Linked DNA regions of Bos taurus: region 2 is linked to region 1. The links are chromatin contacts, called in public Hi-C maps. All regions are on one chromosome and are shown on one strand. The core of a region is the stretch at or near the end of the contact, and the rest is flanking DNA. Distances in the headings are between cores, read along the strand shown.

Evidence for each region. Hi-C and Micro-C count contacts between places; a contact is called where the count stands out from the background.
Region 2: a contact with region 1 is called in a Hi-C map of liver, with 3 times the contacts expected there. The contact joins the promoter of TNFRSF21 here to the enhancer-like site in region 1. A contact is called at or near these places in 3 of 11 Hi-C or Micro-C datasets (liver, skeletal muscle and an unstated tissue).

What each region holds. Positions count from the first base shown.
Region 1 is chr23:20,302,520-20,308,590 of ARS-UCD2.0, forward strand. No RefSeq gene overlaps it. Among named protein-coding and RNA genes, the nearest start is that of ADGRF1, 47 kb to the left of the region's middle. Within about 2 kb of position 3,967, at least 13 of the 102 cell types and tissues checked have an H3K27ac peak or open chromatin away from gene starts, as enhancers often do. A contact at or near this core is called in liver, where this site is marked.
Region 2 is chr23:20,479,554-20,485,541 of ARS-UCD2.0, forward strand. TNFRSF21 (TNF receptor superfamily member 21) reads right to left here and starts at 2,504. Exons shown (of 6, transcript NM_001076911.1): 1 at 2,003-2,504. The coding sequence starts at 2,089.

The sequences.
Region 1 (6,071 bases), core at 2,717-5,216:
ACACTGTGCAACCACTTGATGTGATGTGATGTGAGTGAAAGTCACTCAGTTGTGTCCGACTCTTTGCAACCCCATGGACTATACAATCCATGGAATTCTCCAGGCCAGAATACTGGAGTGGGTAGCCTTTCCCTTCTCCAGGGGATCTTCCAAACCCACAGATTGAACCCAGGTCTCCCACATTGCAGGCGGATTTTTTACCAGCTGAGCCACAAAGAAAGTCCAAGAATACTAGAGTGGGTAGCCTATCCCTTCTCCAGTAGATCTTCTCAATCCAGGAATTGAACTGGGGTCTTCTGCATTGCAGGTAGATTCTTTACCAGCTGAGCTACCAGGAAAGCCCATGATGCGATGTATTCAGGAACAAAAAAAAATTTTTTTCCTGCCTGATTGCTGTAGTTTGCAAGTAGTTTATCAAGCAGTGCTGTTTTTGTCTACCCCTGAGATGCAAAGAAGAGAGTGGGCTTGGAAAGGCAGTTCACCCCAGGAGTGATGGGCAAGGTAGGCCTTGTGTAACAAATCCACCAAACCGGGGCCAATGGCTCATGGGCACCAATCCTATTTTCAGGAGGAACACACTGAACTGAGTCATTGGGTATAAACATGTGGTTCCGCTCAGTAGAACCAGACTCCTCCAACAAGCTGTTTTAGTGATGGAAGCTGGACCAATCTGTTTGCTTGTGAGGGTCGACTCCCAGCTGATGTATTTTGGTTGTTCTTGGCTCTCCAAGCACATGGCATAAGGGAGTGGTTGCTGCGGCTTCCCCAGCTTGGCAACCACAGCTCCTCGGTCATTTACTGGGTATGTTCAATCCTGACAGCCTCTTTCACCTCTCAGGAGAGATAAAGGCAGAGAAGCAGAGAGGAAGGCCAGGTGGCAAGCAAAGAAGAAAACCTATTTCAAGCGGAAGATGGAGAAGGAATTGTACAATGACCCTAAAAATACATAATCATGACAAAATCTCTTCTGAACTTCCATGGGGCTTCACCCTAGTACTGATTCAGATGTTTTGCTCAGAGCTTTGGACACAAGCTCTTCCCATGTAGAAATTTACATATATACATCTGAGTTGCCATGTGTAACTGTGTTCAAGCCATTTTCTTATGGGCAATTTTGATAATAAGGGTGGAATGGGCACGGGGGTGGGAGGTAATTGTGCTGAGTTTCACCCAAAGTGCATTTCCAGGCCCAGGAACCAGGAGGCCAGTGAACCACGCTGGAGAGCACAGGAAGAATGTTTACCAGCTTAAGCATTAATCTTATATCCTGGGGCAAAATCTTGTGCTTGCCTATTGCAAGCACAAGATTGGAGAAGGAAATGACAACCCACTCCAGTATCCTTGTCCGGAAAATCTCATGGACAGTGGAGCCTGGTGGGCTGCAGTCCATGGGGTCGCAAAGAGTCGGCCACGACTGAGCAACTAACACACTATTGCAGCAAGAACAAGGCTGAGTAAATTCCTGAAGCCCTGGGCTGTGATGCGAGAACTTCCATTCTGCAGCTTTGCAACTTTCTGGCCTCAGTTTCCTTGGATTCTTGATACAGAAAACACAGGCATGAAAAGGGCATCAAATTTAGACTCTGAAGGCCTGTAGGAAGTTATTTAATCTCTCATAGCTGAGTCAGGGCAAAATTATTTGCCAATAATTGTGTACGGAGCATTAACCAGGCTCTGGGAATGTGGCAAAGAGTGAAACAAACCCGTTCCCTTCTAGGAAGGTAAGGTTTTGATGGACCTTACCTGTTAAGAGAAGCAGCTAGATAATAGGAAAGTAAATAAATATAAAGATGTGGGATATAATGCCAGAGAGTAATAAGCTCTATGGAAAAAATAAAGCAGGATAAAGAGGGGAGGTTTTGCCATTTTCATTAGAATGGCTAGAGGCAAAAACACCAACCTCAAATAGTTATTGTGAGAAAGCTAAAAGAGAATGTATATTAACATATTCTATCATGAAGCAAACATACCATAGCATTGCTATTTTTTTTTTACTAGTGTATGATTTTTTTCTTTTTACTTTTAATTTCATGTTGGAGTATAGCCAATTGAGTATAGCCGATGACATCTAATAATCCTAAAATGGACTGGTGCAACACTTTGTACCTTAACTGTGGACATAATGTGACTTTTAACCTTGCTGATTGTTCTGTTTTTGCTGTTTGCTCCCTGCATCTGTAACTGTGTAACTGGATTTGTTTCTAGCCACATGAAAGCTTTTAAGTCACAAATGGTTGCTCAAATTCCTGCCACTGCGGCAGCTTCTTCCAACTACTACTTGGGCCCCCTGGATCAGAGACCCTCAATATGAGGGTTAGGAGAATATGCTGCTTCACAAATTTAGAGACGACTCCCCTTATCAGCTCAGAAGCAGTTACAGAATGAAAATGAAGCCCCTTTCCCTAGGCAGCATAATTCTCCTAAAAGAAAAGCGAAGAATGAGAGGGTAACAGGCAGGAAGGTTAGAGGTCTCCAAATGGAGGCTGCAAGTGTCAGACGTTTTTATTTCTCTCTTAAGGGGCAGGAGGAAACAAGCTACAGGTGTCATATTTTTGGCTTTCCTGATAGCTCAGTTGGTAAAGAATCCCCCTGTAATGCAGGAGACCTGTGTTTGATCCCTGGGTTGGGAAAATCCCCTGGAGAAGGGAAAGGCTACCCACTCCAGTATTCTTGCCTGGAGAATTCCATGAACTGTATAGTCCATGGAGTTGCAAAGAGTCAGACATGACTGAGCAACTTTAAAATATAAAAAAATGTAAAATACCCGATTAGAGGAGGGAAGTAAAAGGCGCTTACTCCTTGGAAGGAAAGTTATGACCAACCTAGACAGCATATTAAAAAGCAGAGACATTACTTTGCCAACAAAGGTCCATCTAGTCAGGCTATGGTTTTTCCAGTAGTCATGTATGGATGTGAGAGTTGGACTATAAATAAAGCTGAGTGCCAAAGAATTGATGCTTGGACTGCAAGGAGATCCAACCAGTCTGTCCTAAAGGAAATCAGTCCTGAATATTCATTGGGAGGACTGATGTTGAAGTTGAAACTCCAATACGTTGGCCACCTGATGCAAAGAACTGACTCATTTGAAAAACCCTGATGTGGGGAAAGACTGAAGGCGGGAGGAGAAGGGGACGACAGAGGATGAGATGGTTGGATGGCATCACCGACTCAATGGACACGAGTTTGAGTAAACTCCAGGAGCTGGTGATGGACAGGGAGGCCTGACGTGGTGCAGTCCATTGGGTTGCAAACAGTTGGACACAACTGAGCAATTGAACTGAACCGAACTCAGAGGTGGGAATGGCTACCTACTCCAGTATTCTTGCCTGGAGAATCCCATGGACAGAGGAGCCTAGCAGGCTGCAGTCATTGGATCACAAAGAGTCTGACATGACTGAAACAACTTAGCAGCACAGCAGCATAGCCAATTAACAATGCTGTGATTATTTCAGGTGGACAGCAAACAGTCTCAGCCATATGTATATATGAATCCATTCTCCCCCAAACTCTCTTCCCATCCAGGCTGCCACATAACATTGAGCAGAGTTCCCTGTGCATAACACTGGTATTTTTGAACATACCATAGCACTGTAATTTTATTTCTTTTTTTTTTTTTTGAATGGCTAAAAGAACTACTTCCCATAAGATAAGAGTGGGGTTCCCGGGCTATGAGAAATAAAGTTCAGCATGTCGGTTGCTTCCGTTTCCTTTCTCCTGGTTTCTTTCAATGCCATCTCCTCAGATTTGCTCCCTCCCCAACCCCCCACCCCACCATTGCTGCAGTGGGAACTTGACCTCTGTAGCAAGGACCTAAAAAAATGTAAAAACTTCTTTGGAGCACTGGTATTTACTGCTACTGATGATAAGTCCACAGTTCATTTCTTTTGCCTGAAGTTCAGGGCTCAGCACAGAGCTCAAATCTGGGAGGCGGGGAGGCCTGTTTGTTTTGGAGCGATCTGTCCTCCAGGTGGTGAAACCTTCCCGGTCAGGAAACAAGCCCCAAAGCAATCGGGCCAAGGGACGCCCTCTGCCCGGAGCTCAACAAAGGGCTCCTCTGTGTAGTCTTATCCCGGATCAGAGAACACCGGCAAGTAGCCATACCCACACTGTGGCCTGACCTGACTCTGGGGATTAAGGTTCTGACTTACATCTCTCAGAAGTTGGGGGATTTTAGGTTTTAGAAGAAAACCAGTCATCTGAGAGCTGACTCTTCCACATCAAAAGCGGAGCTCTCAAATGTGGTGCTCAAGTGTGACTTGATTTACACATTTGTAAGGAGTTTCCACCTCAATATCAAAGTAAAGCTTTCCTGTGGGTTGGAGAATGTTTGACAAAAAGGTTACAGACCATTACCCATAGAGAGCATTATGGGAAATTGCCAAATAAGAACATTTTAAACATTTCTGCTTGTCCCATCAATAGGTGCTTCCCAGTGTAATTTGAAACTATTGTTTTTCTATGCATTTTTCCCATAAACCCCTACAGGGCATGAACTTTTCTGTAGAAACCCACAGTAACCAGCCTCCAAGATGACCACCACCTGCTAGTCACTCCCTGTGTGGCCTCCTCCACAATGAACCAGGACTGACTGGTGTGACCAATGAGATAAAGTAAAAACGACAGTATGTAATTTCAGAGGCCAGGTCAGAAAAAGGTCTTCCCTGTAGCTCAAACGGTAAAGGATCTGCCTGCAACGTAGGAGACCTGGGTTCGATCCCTGGGTCGGGAAGATCCTCTAGAGAAGGGAATGGCAATCCACTCCAGTATTCTTGCCTAGAGACTCCCTTGGACAGAGAAGCCTGGGTGGGCTGTGGGCTGTGGAATTGTAAAGAGCCAGACACGACTGAGCGACTAACACTAGGTCAGAAAAGGCATTACAGCTTGACTCCTTGGATGGCCCCCTAAGCCACCATGCCATAGAGATACTCATGCAGCTCTGCAGCGAGGCTCACGTGAAAAGCAGCTAGAGCATTGCACTCATAGCCAGACAAGTGAGTAAGGAACCTTGGAAGTGGATCCTCACCCCCAGTGGAGCCTTCCAGTGACTACAGCCCTGTAACCTCGTGAGAGACCCAGAGAAGCCAATCCTGAATTCCTGATCCACACTCACTGTAAGAGATAATACATGATTCTTGTTTTGAGCTATTAAGTTTGGGGCAATCTGTTACAAAACAAGAGATAACTAATACAAAAGTTATTCTAAAGTACTAGGATTGAATGGAAAAGACTAGTCTGCTAAACCCACCAGACTGAAATCTCTTTAGATTGAGCACTAAATTCTGATAAATGCTGTCCCATCTTGCCCAGCACCACACCAGTGATTTTTAGAGAATTATTCACTGAAATTGAAGTTGGTGGCTCTAATGGTAAAGAACCCACCTGCCAATGCAGAAGACACAAGAGATGTGAGTTCAATCCCGGCATCTGGAAGATCCTCTGGAGAAGGAAATGGCAACCTACTCCAGTATCCTTGCCTGGAAAATTCCATGGACAGAGGAGCCCAGTGGGCTACAGTACATGGAGTCACAGAGAGTCAGACAAGACTGAGCAATGGAGCACACACACATTGACTGAAATTGGCACTGGGTTTTAGAATCCTAATAAAGTCCTAGTCTTTGCCTTTAAGAGACTTGTGGGCATTCTAAAGGAAGAATCTTCTGGGCATCACCTCTGAGCATGATCTTACATTATAGGGTTCACATTATCCTTATGTTCTGTAGATGATATATTGAATTTCCTACAGTTAAAGGTTGAAGGCTACTGATGAGATAGACATCAATTCCCTGGCATTTCTGGCTTGCTTTGCATGTGGCCAGAGTGGGTTCCTACCTCCAAAGAAAGACAGCTGCTGGTGGACACAGGTGCCTGAGGATGGATGCAAGTTGAACCAGTGAGCTCAGTAATGATATGGGTTGAGAGGATGTGGGTGCGTTACCAAGTCAAGGCCTTGGCCATAGCAGAAAGACACAGAATCATTACTACAAGATGGTTACTGACACTTAGGAACACAGTCCAAGCCCAGCTATCCAAACAAATCAAATACAGACTATAGCAAAGGCTTCTTAGGCCTA
Region 2 (5,988 bases), core at 1,254-3,753, 180 kb after region 1:
AGTGGGAAAAATAAAAGACATTGCTTCCCCACCCTGGTGACCCCTGTCCACCCTCTCAGTTTCCCTTCAGGACAAAGGGGTCAACTCAGGCCACTCAATGAACTCCAGTGGAACTTTTCTATTATAATTAGCAAAAGAATAAGGACTCTCATTTTAGTTAATATCTCAAGGTTGCATCTAAGCTCCACTATAAATTACTTTTCAAAAAAAGACAGGCAAACTTACTTTCTCAAGTCTTCAGTTGCAAATCCAGTGCACAATTTTTTAGGTCAACCAGACTTAATGATTTCAGAACTTTCTCTGGAGGTTAAAGCAACCTATGCTTTAATTACACCATGACCTTACTTAAAGCATCTCATGCAGAAATGTAAAGTCAATGAAATATTGCACTGACTTAAGACTTAATCCAGGAGTGGACTCCAAGGGGAGCATAGGTGTAGGGCAGTAGATCTAAGACTGAGAAGGAGGCAGCTTGAGGATGGACCTACCTCCACTGATATTGGGCTCGATGTTCCCCAGGACTTAGATGGGTTTCTCTCCACACCGACTGTCCAATCCATGCCCACTGCTTTCAAGGACCCTCCCAGCCTACTGCCCACCATCCAGCACCCTTGTGTCAAGGACACAAATCTTGACTTTGCCACTGCTATAGAATGGGCAGAAAAGGGTCTTTGAAGGGAGTCTGGGACCTGCCTCATTATAAATCCGAACAGCACCAAACTTTTCTTTAGTGTCTCTCTTCCCCTTTAAAATCAGCCTCGCACAGGGAACCAGAGTGTCTGTAGGATGAATTCCCAGGCCATAGCAACTGCAGTGCCCTGGGATCTAAGAGATCTTGGTTGGCCGGGCATTGAGCCCTTTTCGGGAAGGAGACAGCAAGCCTGCCTCTCCCTGACACGGCCTTGCCATGAAAATAGGCTCTTGCTTTTTTGTTTTTGTTCGGTTCTTAGCTAAGAATCTCCATCCACCCGGCGGACACAGAAAGATAAGCACGGAAGCTTATGGTGGCTCGTGGGTTTGATCTCAAATCAATTTTCTTCTTCCACCTAATTCATCCCATCCCCCCGCCAACATATGGAAAGGCCGGGAAGGGATGTGGGGAAGTTGGGGACAAGTTTTGGGTCGAAGGTGCTTTCAGGCTTTGGCCAGATAAGTGATGGAGAGAACTAGCTACAGGGCACGCCCTGGAGCTGAATGCAGACCGGGTGCAGAAGAAGGAAGCTGCTCCACCCTCCATGCGCACCTGCCCGGCCACAGGTAAGCGAGGGATGGAGAAAAACGGGGGGGAAACTCAGCTTCCTTTATGGTGGGCTCTCCCCTTCCCCCACTCAAGTGTCAGCGCGCTGGCCGCCTGGCTGGGAGCCGGCGCTTTCGGGGCGCCTGAGAGTGGGTCTCAGGATTCCTTCTTGGGCGTGCCGAAACCGGGACCCACCCAGCCAAGGCGGAGAGAAGGGGGAAGGGGGCCAGGCGCCCGCTCCGAAGGCGAGGCGCCGAGGTACCCGGCGTTCTGGGGGGCCGGCGCGCCCGGGTCCCGCGCTCTCCCACTGCAGTAGCATCCCGACATGACACTGCAGCTGCAACAAAGCGGCGGCCGCCGCCAGCCTCGGCTCCCCGGCCCCACACCCCGCGGAGGGGGTAGCGGCTGGTGGCCATGGGGGTGCGCCGAGGAGATGGGGGCCCCGGAGGGGCGGAGGAGGTGAAGAAACCCTGAAATGCGCAGGAAGCCGAGTGGCCATCTCCAGCGCCTCTCCCGGCGCAGCCAGACTGCAAGGAAAACAATTCGCCTTCATTCCGGAGTCGGGCTGAGCTCTGCGGCTCCCCCAAAATGACCCGATCCAAGCCCTTGGATTTGTTGCCTGCCCTCGCTCGCAACCTGCGCCCCCCTGCACCCAGCACCCCGAAGCCCCGGCCCCGGGACCCGCCCCGCTCCCCGAGCGCGGCGTCCTCGGCTCCAGCGCGGCCGCCGCCCCCGGCTCCCGTCTACCCCACCCGGACCGCTCACCAGGAGAAAGGAGCCCGCGATCATCGTGGCTCCGGCCATGCGGCTGCAGGAGGCCAGGGCGGTGCTGCTGCTCGTGAAGGTCCCCATGGCTGAGCCTGGGGCTCGCAGGGCGCCCGGGGCGCGTGGCCCCCCGGCAGCTTGAATCGGCGGCTGCTTCTGCCCAGCGCCGCATCCACAGCCGCCTCCCGAGCCGGGAGCCCATCTACCTCCAACACCCCATGTGCACTGCGGCAGCCGGACGGCCGGACACAGGAGGGAGGCGGCGAGCGAGGCTCCGGGGGCGCTTAGCACCTGCCCAGCTGCGCGCCTGTCCGGACCGGGAGAAGCAGCCGCTGCTGCAACCCGCACCTCCCCGTGCTCTCCTCCGACAGCGGCTGCGGAGAACCAGGGAGGAGGGCTGGGCGCGAGAGAACGAAGGAACAACTTCCCATAGCGAAGCCTCCGGCCGCTGCCAACCACCGTCCTCCGCTGCCCTGACCGGCCGGCGAGGGACTGAGTCGTGTGGCCGCCGAGCGCGGGGAAACACGTGGTGGCGCCGAAGGGGCGGGGAATCGGCCCTTTGTGATGTCATCGCGAAGGAGGCCGGGCTCTTTGTGCGAGCAGAACTGAGAAGGCGGTCCAGAACAAGCAAGGAGGTGCAGGATGCCCCCTGCTGTTCGCTGAAGAACTTGCAGCTGCTTTCTGACCCAAGGAAAACGTTGCGAAGGTATGCACACCCTTGACCCAAATTTCCCTCTTTTTACTAAGATGATTCTCAGTAAGTTATTTTCTGTGACAGACGCCTTTCTATTGTTTCTGGCTCGATGAGTAAGAGAAAAAGCAAAAAGCATTTAGACCAACGGTGTGCCATAAAGAGATCAGCGAGTTGGTTCCCAAACTTAGCTGCGCTTTCGAATCACCTGCAATGTTTAAAACAAACTTTGATGCCTGCTCCCACCCTAGAGATTCTGTTTGAATCGGAATAGAATGTGGTCTGGGCGCGTTGGGATTTTTTTTTTTAACTTCTCCGGGTGATTTGGGGAGATTTTGGAACAAAATTTGAAATCCTCTGGGTTAATAAATGTAATTAAGGAAATCCAGACTAAAGAATTCCAAACCTGGAGTCCACGGAAGTTGGATCCATAGATGGTCTTCCAGAGGCCTTGGAAACCCCTGAAATATGTGGGCAGGTGCATTTTCCTAAATAAAAGATCCAGAGCTCTGAATCAATTTATCACAAAGATAAGAAACACTCTCCCTCCAAAAACATATTAAACATTTTTGAGTTGAGTTCCAAATGCCTTTGTGGGAGGTGGGTGGATCGGAAACAAGAGCAGCCAGAGCATTCCTGGCCATAGTTGGCATCGCCTGCATTTCTGAATGTGAGTGAGGACCTGCCATCCCTTTCGTTGTCTCCCCTGGCGGGAGGCAGAGTCTCCCAGCAGCACCACCATTTCTGGTATAGTGTCCATCGTCTAGATTCTGACAGCATTGTGTGCTCAATTGCTCAGTCACGTCTGACTCTTCTCAACCCTGTGTACTGTAGCCGGCCAGGCTCCCCTGTCCATGGAATTTTCCAGGCAAGGATACTGGAGTGAGTTGCCACGTCCTTCTCCACGGGATATTCCCCACCTAGGAAACGAACCCGCATCTCCTGCGTCTCCTGCATTTACAAGCAGATTCTTTACCACTGCGTCTCTCCCAGCACAGGGCACACTATACTGAAATTGCCTCTTTGGCCATCTGGTTCACACCACTCATTTGTGAACTCTATGGTGCTGGACTTCTCCTAGTTTCCTTGACCCCTTCTACTTAAAGATAATACACTTTCTCGATTATCTGCTTCAAGAATCAGTACAGTACCTCTGAAGGTAACCTACAAGGGAAAGGTGCCAACTATTTGTTTTCTTATTAAAATATTGTGCTTTGGCCTTTGAACTATGCACACGTGAAAGATGCTAAAAATTAATGAGGATTAATTCCAGTCTGTTCTTTCAAACATCTGCCAGTAAAGAAGATGATTGTTGATAAATATTGGAGCATAATGTGTACCGTCTGGTGAAAATCAAAGTTCTAGGAAACATTACTACTAAATATGGAATGTGAGGGAGAGGATTATGTTTGCACTTGAATTTCTCAATCTAGTTCCAGAAGGAGGGAGATGCATTGTATCTCCATAGATAACAGCTTCAATTATTTCTTCAAAACTTCAAAATGACTAATCAGTACCATCGTAAGTCTTGTTTATGGAATTCCCTGGTGGTCCAGTGGTTAGGACTCAGCACGGTTATGCAGGGGCTTGGGTTCAATACCTGGTAGAGGAAATAAGATCCCACAAGCTGCCTGACAAGGAAAAAAAAAAGTCTTGTTTAAAAGAAGTTGGGGAACTTCCCTGGTGGTCTAGTGGTTAAGAATCCACCTGCCACTGCAGAAGGTGAAGATTTGATCCCTGGTCCCGGAAGCTTCCACATGCCTCGGAGCAACTATCCAGAATATAAAACTATTTTCCCATCTCCAGTGCACCCATGTATGACCGAATTTCTGGCCAAGCAGAATGGCCATGCATGTCTTCTGGGAAGTATTCTCCCTGGCTAGACCTTAACTGTCCATCATCCCTCTCATTCAAGGTCATGAAGACCTGCTATTTCTCTCCAATTTAATTGTAGTTTCATTTTGTCTCTGACATTTTTTTCTTCCTTGCTCCCTCTCCAGTATACTTGCCTGGAGAATCCCAGAGACAGAGGAGCCTGGTGGGCTGCCACCTATGGGGTCGCACAGAGGCGGACACGACTGAAGCGACTTAGCAGCAGCAGCTCCTCCTCTATACCCCTTCTACTCCTGCCCAGACGATTACACAGACTTCATGATATCTGTCTCATGTTTTGCCTGGACCTCTCAGTCCTGCAAAAGAAACTTTTCTTAACATCCTAAGGATAATGAACATTTTAGCGCCTAAATCTGATTATGTCCTTCTCTCACCAAAAACCCAACAAATATTCCTCATTTCTCTCAATTTGAAGAGCAAAGGCCTAGTAAAACCATTCATTCTAATCTCTGATTATGGTTCAATCCTCCCCATGGCTGCAAGTTGAGTAAACATATACAGATAAAGCACATGGAGCCTTTACTTCCTACATCCAGTTTCATTCCCACTGCCTGCCAGTCCCCACAAACCCCAGATTCTTCATGCTAATTCTGCTAGATCATTGTGTTTCTTACCTGCCTTGTCTTTGTCATACTTCTGAGTCCTTGTTAGGTTTTGTTTTCTTTTCAGTTCACCTCTGCTTGTTGATTTCCTATGAATCTACCCGTTGAGACCAGCCTCAAGTGGTACCTCATCTAAGAATGCTTTCCTAACATCTTTCACCTTCTGTACCCTTATACGGAAAGACACTTGTTCCTTCCTCAAGATTTTTCCTACATGTCTCTGTTATTTATATGATATGACACTGTAGTTAGTTTTCCTGTCTGTGTTGCTGGCCACATTTTGAGCTCTGTGGGGCCAAAGTCTGTGTCTTAATCATCTTCTATCTCCATAGTCAAGATTCAAGATATTGACCTGGCTCAATAAATATTTGTCAAGTGAAACATAATTGAAAAGTTTGACAAACCATGGGACAGTTAACACACCTGATGTACCTTTTCCTTTTCCAAGCCTTAAATCAAACATCCTGAGCTGTGTTATACAAATAATAAAAGGTTTAATATGTGTTTTGCTAAAGTGCCATGTCCTGGACTTGGGTTTAAGTGTTTTGTCTTCAGCTTTGTTTCCTTAAAACAGTTCATTTAAGAACTTGTCATTCTTAGGGACTTCCCTGGCGGTCCAGTGGTTAAGATTCTGCACTTCCAATGCAAGGAGAGGGAGTGATTCAGTCCCTGGTCAGGGAACTAAGATCCCACGTGCTGTATGACACAGCCAAGAAATTTTTAAAAAATAAATTTAAAAAAGAACTTGCTGTTTTTTGGCTTAAGAAGGAATATCAGCCATTCGGCAGCACATTGCGATT